Linked DNA regions of Cyprinus carpio: region 1 is linked to region 2. Evidence: chromatin contacts called from public Hi-C data. All regions are on one chromosome and are shown on one strand. The core of a region is the stretch at or near the end of the contact, and the rest is flanking DNA. Distances in the headings are between cores, read along the strand shown.

Evidence for each region. Hi-C and Micro-C count contacts between places; a contact is called where the count stands out from the background.
Region 1: a contact with region 2 is called in a Hi-C map of skeletal muscle, with 7 times the contacts expected there. The contact joins two enhancer-like sites. A contact is called at or near these places in 3 of 8 Hi-C or Micro-C datasets (all in skeletal muscle).

What each region holds. Positions count from the first base shown.
Region 1 is chrB22:20,153,766-20,160,564 of ASM1834038v1, forward strand. All of the region lies in intron 2 of ahr2 (aryl hydrocarbon receptor 2), which reads right to left. The region is part of intron 1 of LOC109082837 (glutamic acid-rich protein-like); the gene reads right to left. Among protein-coding and RNA genes, the nearest start is that of ahr1b, 22 kb to the left of the region's middle. Within about 2 kb of position 5,031, at least 2 of the 8 cell types and tissues checked have an H3K27ac peak or open chromatin away from gene starts, as enhancers often do. A contact at or near this core is called in skeletal muscle, where this site is marked.
Region 2 is chrB22:19,990,501-19,997,026 of ASM1834038v1, forward strand. The region is part of intron 2 of ahr2 (aryl hydrocarbon receptor 2); the gene reads right to left. The region is part of intron 1 of LOC109082837 (glutamic acid-rich protein-like); the gene reads right to left. Among protein-coding and RNA genes, the nearest start is that of LOC109046910, 45 kb to the right of the region's middle. Within about 2 kb of position 2,246, at least 3 of the 8 cell types and tissues checked have an H3K27ac peak or open chromatin away from gene starts, as enhancers often do. A contact at or near this core is called in skeletal muscle, where this site is marked.

The DNA.
Region 1 (6,799 bases), core at 3,781-6,280, 170 kb after region 2:
GTGCAACAGGTATGTCTCGTCTTATATTCTGCCACAATGTGAGTATCTGTACACCCACCCACTGGGATTTAAAAGCCTTTGAAACTCAAGTGCTGAATTGAGCCATTGTTTTTTTTTTTTTTCGTTGTCAGGAAAACCTTGACTCTGACTTTGATTTTCTCTCTGTGGTGGGGGACAGGTTTGGACTTGAAGGAATGAGGATTGTGGTATCTGTGTCTTCCAAGACACCTCTCACACTCACACACACCATCAGCGATCGCTGCAGTTTCTGTCACTTGACAGAGTGACGCTCTTGTAATGCGTTTTGGGGGGAATTTATTAACGCAGACGGCGCTGTTTAGTTGCACATGCAAAATCGCAAAAAAGAGGCAAATTGGAGAATGCACAGTACAATTTACAATCTTGAGGGAAAGTTGCTAAGATTAAAATAATGCAGAAGACAACATGTCTGGATATATGCCTAGTTATAATGGTTTTGGCCATCATTTGATGTATAAATAATTGAACACAAAATGAACACTTCTGATTTCTGTGGCTAGGAACAGCAAAACATTAATTGCAGCAGGTCAATTACTTTTTGCCAGCTGAAAGTTGTGAAAAGATCTCTAATAAGCTTAATTTACACTGGAAAAGCTAAATTATTTAAATAAATTAAATACACTGAATAAAGAAAATTGCATTTTTGAATCAAATATTTAATTTAAAAGCATTTAATTTCAATACTGACAGCACAATCTTATTTCAGCACTGAATTTTGTAAAAAAAAAAAGTTAAAATTAAAGTTAAAATTAAATTTAGTTTAAAATGGTAAAATAGTGTTAAATTGAATGTATCTAAATGAACTACTTTTAAATATTGAATTTAAAATTATTTAATTTCAATACAGCCCAGTGTGCCTAAAGCAGTGCGATAAATTATGTATTTTTCCCTGAATGAATTATGAAAGGTCAAGACCTATGTGTGTGTATGTTTATGTGACCCTGACGTCATCTTGACACAGAACTGCCCTGGTATTTCAACCAATCAAACGCCGTTCACAAGCATTATCAAAACACGCCTTACTGGCCAATAAATCAAATGACAGTAGTAGTAGTAATGTAATACTATAGCAGTGTACACTAATATTTTACTGTTGTTTCGTATTGTTGTTCTTGTACTGTTCTTTCAACACTCTTTCAGCAAAGTATGTTGTCATTCTGCACACGAAGGGATAAGCAGACCGTGAGAAGTGAGCATGAAAAGAGGCCGAGAGCGAAGCAGGAAGAGCCGGGTTAAAGAGATGGGGTGGAGGGGGATCATGGGACGTGTTGTACAACTGCTTCACTGTTTACATAGCCTGTTTTCTGTCAGGCAAAGGCATTAAACTTGAATTGGCACTCTTTGTCAAAGAGACAGTGTGAGAGCATGGCCTGAATTTGAGGAATTTTTCTGTCAACCAAAGTGTAAATTATGCCATCTTCATGTCATATTCATTCATTTTAGCTTATTTTATTCTGGGATAAAATAACTGAAATTAATTAGCATTTTCGTAAATGAAAATAAGAGTTTTGTTGACAAAAACAACTAAATAATATATATACACAGATAAAAATCTGAAAATAAAATATTGGAATACAGAATAAAAAGTATTTTAAATATATTAATTTTATTCAGCAAGGAAGCATTAAATTGATCAAAGGAGACAGTGATGTTACAAAGATTTCTATTTCAAACAATGCTGCACTTTATATTCATCAAAAAATGTATTATGTTTTCCATGAAATTACTAAGCAGCAACAACAAAAAAAAAAGGTTTCAACATTATTAATAATTGAGCAAAAATAATATTTTATAATAATAATAATAATAATTTTATATATATATATATATATATATATATATATATATATATATAATATTTTAACTATATAACTTTTGTAGTAATAAATATATGTATAATTTTTAATGATTAAATATATAAATCTCATATTTTATTGCCTAGATTAACTATGACTAAGAATAAAAATAGAAAAATGCTCTCAATCCCTCCTTCCCACTCCATCCTCTGTGAACTCAGCACATGCTTGTGCAAACAGACTTAACCCCTGACCTCTGGAAACAGAGCTAGGTTCAGCGGTGCTATCGAGATGTCGCACAGTTTACATTCGGCCCTTGTGTTTGTGCGTGTGGAACTCTGTTCACTGTAACTGCACCATAATGAAGACTGGGGGTAAACTGACCTAGCGGTCAGAATGATACAGCGTTTATGGAGGCATTTCTCAAGCTTGATGTTGATTGCTATGCAATTAATGATAAACATGTTTCAGATAAACCTGTTGCTGTCTATGCGAGACTGAAGTGGCATCAACAACGCCTCACTGAAGAAGTGAAATTGGGTGTTTACTTTGACGTCTGAAAAAAGCAGAAGCACACGAGAACAAAATGTGCGAAGACTGACGTGGTTTCACTGAGGTTGTGACATGCTCGTTTGGGGTCAGGTGGGATACGGTCGGGTGATTCGTTCATTTGTGTTGCGCATCAAGTGAAGGAAAAGCCTAAGGAGCGCCAAAACAGAGTCAAGGAGGAAATGTGTTTGATTGAAGAATGAAAAAAGGGCGACATTCTTCCATCCAGAGATCTTAGGGTGACTCAACAGTCAGAACGGGAAAACCACATCCTGAGATTTGTTTGCAGCAATTACACTGATAAGGAGACAGCCAGCTGGACAATCACTCCTGTCGGGACGCGGGGACAGAAATAGAGGGTGAACGAGGGTTTTTGTTTCAGTTCTACAAAAAAGGTGGGCAAGACTTCTGGACGGAAAAATGGATAAGTGACAATTCTGCTGAAAACTGAAAATAATTCTTTAAAGATCCATTTCTATAGCCTGACATTTCATCCAACTATTAGAAAGATTTTAAACAAAACTGCTAATAAAGTAAAATAATATAAAATGCTAAACTAAAATAAAAAAGACTTTGCTATAAAATACTACAAAATGCCTTTGTGTCTTCCCCTGATGAAAAAAAACTATAGGTTTTAAACAAACCAACAAATAAATAAATAAAATAATCTGCTACTAGTTCAATAAAATAAAATAAAATAAAATAAATTAAAACATTTACCAAATGTTTGCATGCCTTTCTGTATTAAATAATGAAAAAATACAACAACAACAACAAAAAAAGAAACCTGGTAGATCCACCATAGGTCCAAAAAAAAAAAAACTAAAGCAAAAATAAATAATAAAAATAAACTAAAAGTTAAAATATTTCCTAAATGCATATCGTTCATATCTTTCCTTGTTCAAAAAACAGGTATGTTTTAACCCTTGTGCGCTCCTCATTTGGGAGTCACACTCATGGCCTTTGCGGTCAAAAGTGACCGGACACCTGAAATGTAACTTTTTCTTCAGTAAAATCAATCTAATATATATTTTTTTTTAAAAGTTCTCTAATTTTTAAAAATAATTTTTCAAATCAATGCAGTATCTCTGCAATGAAAAACATGTAATTTCATGGTGTAACCATTAGATGCCTGTATAGGAATCTATAAAGAGGCTTTTGAATCCCCTAGTTGTTTTATACATAATTGTTTACTTTTATTAGGCTGTGGATTTAAATGTATATTAAGACATTCTCGAAGACAATTTTTTTGTTGTTTTAAATGTTGATTTGAAGCGTCAGTTTTTGAATATTTATTACTACAGTCAAACCTGAATACAGAAATAATTTTGTTAGATAAAACATTAAAATTCTATAAAAATGTAACGAAAATAAACAGGAATGCTTTATCAGAGCTTAATCCTTCTGGGCCTGATCTGATTTTAATCTCTTAATTCAGTTTTCTGACTCATTTTGGCTATATGGTTATAGCCATACCAATTCATTTGAGTGTGTGTAATTGTGTGTGTCTGTGAGTGTGTGTGAGTGAGTCTGTTTTGCACTCTTGATATTTTAGAGTGTAACCCTTTCCTTGCTGTCCACATTTTTACTAGATTGTAGTTGAATTATTGATTTTATTTTACATAGTTGCTGTGTTACAGTCGCACCAGTTCAAAGGGGTGTGTGTGTGTGTAGAAGTATGTGTGTGTCCGCGCGTGTGTAAGTGGGTGTGTTGATTTTGCACTCTAGATATTTTAGAGATTCACCCCTTCATTGCAGTGCAGTTTTTTTCTGAATCGTGGGGGATTTGTAGATCGTACACACAAAAATGTTCTTTATTTTAATAATTTTTTTTTTTCCATTCATTTCCTATGGTCGGTCATTTTTGACCGAAGACCATCAGTGTGACAATTTTTTTAACGAGCACTTTTCATATCATGCCCTCAATTATTTTGTGTTCATATACCAAGTGCCATAAAAGTCACCAAGTTTTGTAACATTCGATAAAGCTACGATTTTTAAATAAATGCAGCAAACAAACATCATTACAATTTACTAATAAAATAAAAGTAAAATAAAATAAAACAAAACAAAACAAAACAATTAATAAAAATATTTCCTAAATATCTGTATGTCTTAAATGTCTTCTTTCCTTGTTCAAAAACAGGTCGATCCACCTCATATTCAGGGTATAGGTTGAGCCAGTGTTGCCAAAGTTGAAATGCTCAAACTATCATATTTAGCAATATGTTTTTTATGTCAACAATGCATTTGTATTTCCTGGACTAACCAAGAATGATTCATGTTACTGCAAAGAAAAAAAAAAAGTCATAAAAAATGGTTTGAAATTGGATAAGTGCATTTTATACCATTCAATCAAATTCCACCATATGTGTCATATTTCATTCTAAAATATACTGTCTTTTATTATATTATAAAGAAGTATCACAGAATTAAAAGAGGTTACTAGTCAACGAAGTGGCTGTTCATCAAAGGAACAGTAAACGTCCAAATTAAAGTCGCCTACTAAAACCATCTGTTTATACAATAATCGAGACAATTTTACAGCTGATGGGTGTGTAAAGTGGGCATAAAAGTATCTCGGCTGTGTGTGTATGAATTTATAGGCAACCATAGCTGGAGGTAAGTTTACATGCGCGTCAGACGGCCAATGTTACAGTCAGCGCTGCGAGCCAAAGCCAACATCAAACCAACACAAACATGCGAGAGAACAAAACAAAGGCAAGCAGCGGCCTGTGTCTCAGAGAGCGAGCGAGAGATGGACAGATTTTGAATTGGGACGTGGCCAAGAGCGTATCAGTCCTGGCAACTAAACCCAACAGAAACACTGCGATCCGCGGGTGTTGAGTCAGGTCTTGTTTTTCCCTTTTTTTTGCGCGTTATTAATATCTTTCCAGAAAATTTTTGGGGACGTCCGATAAGCCGTCACATTTTTTGTATCTTACATTGCTGTTTTGGCAGGAGTTGAGTCAACCGGACGACCGCTTTCTACTGTAAATCATCTCGTGGCACGAAACGGGGAGAGATAAAGGAGGAGCACCAGAATACGCGCTTGACCACACGTCGAAATGGAAAATGCGGCTGAAATGCGAGCTCCCTTTTTCTTGGCAGGTTCGCTCGCCGTTCGCTTCCCTGCTGCTCTTAATTACCAAGCTCCATATCCTTGTGTAACTAAACCCTTCTCTCCCCGACCCCTTTCCTCTCCCGCCTCTTTTCCCTCCCTGTCTATCTGTTCTCCTCCCTCACTGGGCCGTTCTCCGTCCCAAAAACTTCGGCAGCGGATGCCAGGGTTGAAAGTTTGCACGCTCGCTCCTCACGCAAGGCTTGGGTTCCGCTTAGTTCTCACTCAGCACTTTCACACACACACACACACGGCGTTCTGCTCCATTCTCAAAAAGCAGTAAATTCCGCACTACCGCCGCCAACACACACACTTCTTCCAAAGCTCAGCTGCAACCACGCAGCTGTCAGCCAGGTAAACACACACACACAGCAAACAGATAAAAAAATGAGAGCGGGAAAGGGGAAAAAATAACAAAGACATGCAGGGAGAGAGGAGAACATTGAGAAAATTAGGAGCAGGGGGATAAAAACATAATCTTTTCCTTTCTTCATCTGTCAAGAAAAAAGCAATTCTGGCCTCCGGACAGCAATCTCATATTATTGTCATTTCTGTTGGCTTTATTTTAAACTACTTATTAAACATTGGCTTTTTATTTTATTGTACATTATTTACTTACACCAATGTTCAATAAAAAGATTTTTTAATTTTTTCAAATAAAAATACTTATTGAAAAATCATTTTTAATATATTTAACTAAATAAATAAATAAACAATACATCTCCAGTCATCTTTTGTGGAACACACACAAAAAAGAGGAATTTTGAAGAACATACTGGTTGTTGTTGCTTTTTTTTCCATATATATACAGTACTTTTTTTTCATAAACACAACTGTTCAAAAGTTTGGGATTAGTAAGTTTTTTTTTTTTTTTTTAAAGAAATAATAACAATTAATATTTATACACTACCTTTCAAATGTCTGGGGTCATTAAGTTTTTCAAATGTTTTTGAAAGAAGTCTCTTATGCTCGCCAAGGCTTCTTCAGTATCACATGATCCTTCAGAAATAATACTAATATGCTGATTTGCTGCTCAAAAACATTTCTGATTATTACTGTTGAAAACTGTTTTCTGGAAACCAAGATAAATTTTTCAAGATTCTTTGAAGAATATAAAGTTCAAAAGAACATTTTTTTTTCTTTTGTAATATTATTAATGTTATAAACATTGCTTCATGTCACTTTTGATCAATTTACTGCATCCTTGCTTAATAAAAGTATTAATTCGTTAAAAAATTATGTAAAAGGAGTACTGTATATATATATATATGAAAAAAGATCATGACTCATCCCT
Region 2 (6,526 bases), core at 996-3,495:
TTGATTCTGTCATTCTTGACTTGGAACAGGTACTTTAACAGGTCCGGGGTGTTGATTGAGTCAAGACAGCTTTGCAAAACTTGCTGCAACACAAAGAATGCTAGATGAGCAACGACCATGCCTTCGGTTATGATGATTTTGTTTGAGTGGCAGCTGTTGTCACGACTTTGTCACCGGGACTTCAACACATAATAAGACAGCAAGTCCTTTTTGGGCCTGCAAATACAAGTTTGTTTTGTCAATCAAATCCATGAGAAAATTTTAAATGTTAACAATAAATTCATTGACAAATAAGCATGAAGTGCTGGGTTGAACTGGGGTCAGATGTTTTCCTGGTATGGTATGAGTTTCTAATTTTCAAAGAATCAAAGAACAAGGAATTTAAGCAATGCTCTGGCAATCATTTACATCATCTTAGCATCGTGGCAGCGAATTTTGCAGGGCACGTACCATTTACATTATCTCTGAATGGAAGAAAATGTCATGTTGAAATCAAAATCTTGTACACACCCTTCCATTATTTATTTACAATCTACTCAAATTCAGAGCAGGAAATTATCATATTACTAAATCCAACCTAGTGAGGCACTCTGAGTCAGTCAGTAACATGGCTCGAGGGTTTAGAAAGACTACACTGTCTGTCCACAAGTCAAAACCCGTAGGTGCCAGAAAAATCACAGTGCAAAAGACTTTCCATGACTCTCTAACCTCAAATGTAAAGGTGCGAATTCACTAAAAAGTTTGTACCGATCCATGACTCTCTTTATAATAGAGTTGCGCTGTTAAAAATCAAATAGAAACATCTTTCTTTGCATGTTAGGTTGAGGATGATAATATAAATTAAAAATGCATTTATTAAAAAAAATAATAAATAATAATATAATAACAATAAAAATAACAGTAAACAAAAATGTTGATCATCTCGTCAGTAAAGCCGGTTCTGTAATCAGCGGTAAATCTCTACACATGCGTGCTTTCAAGTGGAGCAGCATTTACTACACAGAGCTGTTGTTCACTGACAAGGTGCGCAAAACATGTGCAAAATATGATTGTGGTTTTGCGCAGCTTGTCAGTGAACAACAGCTCTGTGTAGTAATTGCTGCTCCACGTGAGATTTACCGCTAATTACAGAACTGGCTTTACTGACGAGATGAGCATTAATATCGGGCCGATATTTATCGTGCATCCCTAATAGTTATTATTAAAAATAATAGGCCAATAACCTATATCATGCATCCTCAATTTACAATTATTTTAAAATAAAAACATTAAAAGTCTTTGGTGTGTCTTCGTTTAGCTAAATGTGTGTGTAGTCCTAAGAGCACACACACTCATATGAACGGCAGCTCCATGCTGACAGACAGGGCTGGCTTAACTCGCTCTCCCTCCCTCCCCTTTGGGGAGAACAATTCTAGCCCAGCACAGAAACACACACACACACTCCGGCAGACCTTGAGCAGCCCCCTCTCACTGACAGATCTGCAACAGTGCTCTCACGCAAGCCCTGCCTCCCCTGAGACACTTCACTGCCAACAGAAAACACACACACACACCGAACGTCCTGAGTGTACTCGCATACACACACACACATACACACATACACTTGAAAATTTCCTGCATATACAACTCACAAGTCTCAGGAACAGACATGCAGATGCAGGGATGAAATGTGCACCCGAAAACACACATTTTACCACAAAAACATAAACGATACGCTATCTTACTTACACTACGAAGTACACTTCAAGGAAAAAACACGCATATACAACCGTCGTCCTTTGTAAACAGGAAATACAGCCTATCTCTTCCTGTGCACATTGCAGTACAGACGAAAATGTAAAATGGTGAAATCGATGTATGATGAGGAGCGGAAAAAGGCTGGAGAGGAAGAGTACAGTGCACCAGGGTGTCCAATGACCTCTTGGGTCCGAGTGGACAGGAAATGGTGTCGGGATCCAAAGAAAACTTCTCTCACCCACAGGGCTTTCTTTATCTGTCTTGACTTACAATGCTGATATTGTTCTCGCGCTTCCCCTTTCTTCCTTCTCGTTAACACCCCTCACACTGAGAGTCACTCTTTTTTTTTTTTTTGGTTTAGGTTTTAGTGTCATTTAACCCTTGTTGTTTGTCCCAATGGCGAAGAGGAATGAAAAGATATCGGCCATGCCTCCTGACATAAGGAAGAACCAGAAAATTGGTTGGAAGTAGAACTTACAACTCTTTCCAAATCTCCATAAGCTTTTAACCCGGTTTGTCTCGACACTCTGCTTTACTCCCAGCATCTGTTTTGTCTGTTTGGAATGATGTAACCTAAAACTAAAATGGCAAACTGAAAGTCTTGATGATCTGTCATTCGTAAGATTGGAGGAAGCAGGTAGGAATGGGTGGAAATGTGAGAACAGTAAAATCTTCTTGACAATATGCCAAAGTGCTTGTCACCTCAGACAAACAGACAGTTAAATCTCCTTGTCAACTCATTCTGTAAACTTTCATTCAGAACTGCGGGGACAGGGAGTTGACCTGTCTGCTCATTTTCCACTCCCACGATACGAAGGATCACTTCCTGATAAGCTAATGACAAGAGGCTGTAAACAAACAGATAGGCTAGGTGTAAAACACAGATATATTATGATAAGGGTCAATAACTCTTTTGTTTTGGCACGCAAGCATTGAGCTTTTATGGCTTGCACAATATTGATGACAGTTAGCAGATGTAGCTTATTGGTTAAGAGCTATACGACAGTTGTACAACAGTCGTCAATGACGCCATTGATGTCTAGCATATTGTTTGACATAAGTTCTTATGGTGTGCAAAATTGATGATGGTTATGGATATAGCTGAGGTGATAGAGCAAAGGTTGTCGTTTTTAGGCCTTTGTGTTCCTAGTAATTTTCTGCTCCTGATAAATGAACACTTAATTCCTTATTAAACAGATATATACATAGAATATATATGCAATCTGAAACAAGGTCACCACATGCACAAGTACTAAGCTCGACAAGACTAATTTCTGGCTGCCTCAGAGATACAGTCATTACAATTAGTAACCTATAAGTCGCTCAGGATAAAAGCAACTGATGACGCCAAGTGATAAGCAAACAAGAAGGCTAATAATTGCACTTTCACTGGCTAGTCCCTGCTGGAAAGTCTAGCTTAAACTGGAATGTGATGACCTTGTTTGACCAGTCACCATGTGCCAAAAACCGGCTCGACTGCACTGAGCTCATATGTCAGTGCTCTAAGGTTGCTTGTACGTGCTATAATGACCAGCTAAAAACCAGTTAGCATGTTACAAAACAAAGCTACCAGCTATGCAATTCTTGCAGGACCCTCAGAAGGTAAATCAAAGACAAGATTTGCTTCTTTGTTGCAATGAAACAGTTTGGGTTCTGTAACTTGAGAATCGCATCCCTATTTCTGAGAGCCATGTTTAAAAACATGGAAGGGAACTGGTGAACTTGGACGTCTTGACCATATTTCAGGTCTGAGCCAAAGTATCAGGAAACATCTTTTTCCTCTTCAAAAACCTCAGATAATGCTGATCATTCCAACAAAAGACCTCCTCTTCCTTTCAGACTTTCTTGCGGTCTTCCATCCTGGTCGCTCTTTCGCTCCATTCCATGTGCGTTAAATGAGAAGAATCTGAGGTGGATAAGTTGAGTTTTGTGTGCATGTTTGATAAAACGAACAAGGAAAAGAGGACATCTCTGTGATGGAGGGATCACAGACAGACAAGTGGAAAGGTGGCATGCAGGTGAGAAGAGGAAGAAAAGTTGTGGATTGATGACAAACATTTCCCTCCGGGCAATACGAAGAAACTGGTATTCAACCAACCACAGTGTTGCAAAAATCCTACTATACTGTATACCTCAGAGCTGGTACTGTACTGTCTAGTGCTAGTTTGCTAAGCAAATGAAGATTGCTCAAAGTTTTTAAAGACTTTCTTTTGCTCTCTCACCTTCTCTTTCTGAACAAAGACTACTTCCTGTGTACACAGAGGAAATTAAGCAACACGTTTAACAGGTTTCCCCTGGTTAGGATGCCAAGTGATCAAACCGTGCACGTTCCAACACATGTGTAAGCACATCAAAGTTTAGGATTAAGAATCAAAAAAGCTGTCAGGCTAACCACCTCAGGCTATCACGGCATGTGATAAAAAACCCCCCAACTTTCAAGAGATTCACCACATGATCATGTGACATACTGACAAACTTTGTAGGTTTCAGCCTTATGTAAATGCAATATGGTTTTACGGTCACACTAACTGTAGAAAAGTACTATAGTAACAGAGTGGGGAAAAATACTAAACAGTCTACATAGAGCCCTTACAAAAAAGTATTGTGGTGGTACCATGGTACAATGATGGCGAAACTTTGATTACTATATTGCATAAAAAAAAGAAAAAGAAATCTTGGATCTTGAATATTGTATTTTATAGGGTACTCCATGATACTTCAAAGTATAATACAGGTACAAAATACCATGCTATTACCATGGTACCAAAACAACCATGGTGGGACTATAGTGCAATTTTTTGAGTAAGGTGTCCTTTACATGAAAATTCTGTGGTAATACCATATTATTTTGGAGATGTACCATGATAGTCATGTACTATTGTATTCTTGGAAATACACTGGAATATATTATAGCTATATTTTGATGGTACATGTCCAAAATATCATGGAGTTTCCATGGTACTTCCATGGTACAATGCCCAAAACAATCATGGTGGTACCACAGTGCTTTTTTCTTAGCATAAAGGATGCTTTATAAGAAAGTAATGTGGTAATGCCATTGTATTTTAGGCATGTGCTATGGTAAATCATATAACTGAGTAACTTATAAAACCATATGAATGAGTATCATTTTTATTTTTAATTATGCCAATATGGTATATGTACAAAAAAGTACAAATCTTATAACAAATAATAGTTTAATGGATAGTGTAGTTACTATACAAAGCTACTACAGTAAACTTTCAAAAGGCTTTCAGTTGAGGGTTAACAAGCCTGCATTTTTGGTTTAGCCATTTCCTATCAGTTAGCATTTCACTTAGCAAAAATGACTGATAGCATGAAAATGACTCATGATTTTTCTTCCCCCAAACCCACTTCAATCTAGCCACTTCCTTACTGGCTCAAATATATTGAAGCGGGCCCAAATCGGCTGTGTGGCATCATGTTTTAGCGGGAAAGACCATGAAAATCACAGCATGAGGGGAGGAGTAGCCGCAAGCCAGCAAAACATCTGGTGGCAGATCTACATTGACTCTCATGTCCAGTGATTCATACTTGAGTCTTATGCACACTATGAAGAAAACAAGCTGTTTGGTGCTATGCACAACATACCACACAAGCTTCTGGCTCTGCATGATACAGTTTGTTTGAAGAGTGCTTCAACCTGGAATTACGTGATTACTCATCACCGCTAGTACATTAATCACTTCTGAAAGATGTCACGGAATAGGGATAGCAAAAGTGCTTGTAGTTTGGTACTAGACGGATGCTAATACTTTAAAAAGAAAGTAGCCTAAAAGTAGCATTATACAGTATTTGTAGTACAGAGAACTCCGAAAACTCAGTTCTTCAATCAAAGAGAAGTCTATTTTTTTCCCCAATCTCTTCCTTCCTTTGTTTGTTCTCGCTCACTATGACACATTTATTTCATTTATTTCCAGTGACTAGCAAGGCATTATGGTACCTTTCTTTCAAATCTTCTCTCTCAAAAGTTATGCTGGCTCTTTATCATTCTTGGGCCTGTCTCCACTTGAGTAGCCAAGCTCTGTTTTGACTGTGATGATCTTAAAAGCTCCATCTTGTGTTGCTGATAGGCATGCTTGTTGATGCTATCGCCACCTCAAGTGTGGGGGAACACTGCCACATTTGTTGTTTTCGTGTTATGCGCCTCCGAGAAGCCTAGTTTGATTAGCACTGCAGTAGGGACAGATTAACACACAGGGCTACGCGATTTCAACCATGGAACGTTTTTTATAACGTTCAGTGCGGCACATCACCTGCTGCTAAATTCAAACCGGCATTCATGCTTTGGCTGGCGCTGAGCTAGAGTTGAGCCTTTTTACAGCTCTGTGCATTATAACCAATCACACACGATTCTGTTGAATCAGAGTTGTTCAGACCAGTCATTGCTGAAACTCCGGAGTTTTGTTCAGAGCACACGCTTGCTGACTGAATTCTGCTCTCTGGCAAATTCTCTCATCTGAAACAACAAAGTGCCGACTTTTGCGCACAATCTAAGAAAGATTTTAATTTCACAGTGTAAACAGCTTCTGTGATTAAAACAGGAGTTTTTGAGAGTGCTTGAGCTAGACTCAAGTCAACAATAATGTTCTTTGATAATGTAAATCTTCTTTAATCTCTTTCTGTGTGTTATAATTAGTAACTTACAATGTTTTTATTAAATTCACATTAGATACAAGTAGGACTGGACATGAATATTTGATTATTCGAATATTCGTTTGGTGGGTTGGCATTCGTTTTTAAATTATGAGATTAAATTTTTTTTTTT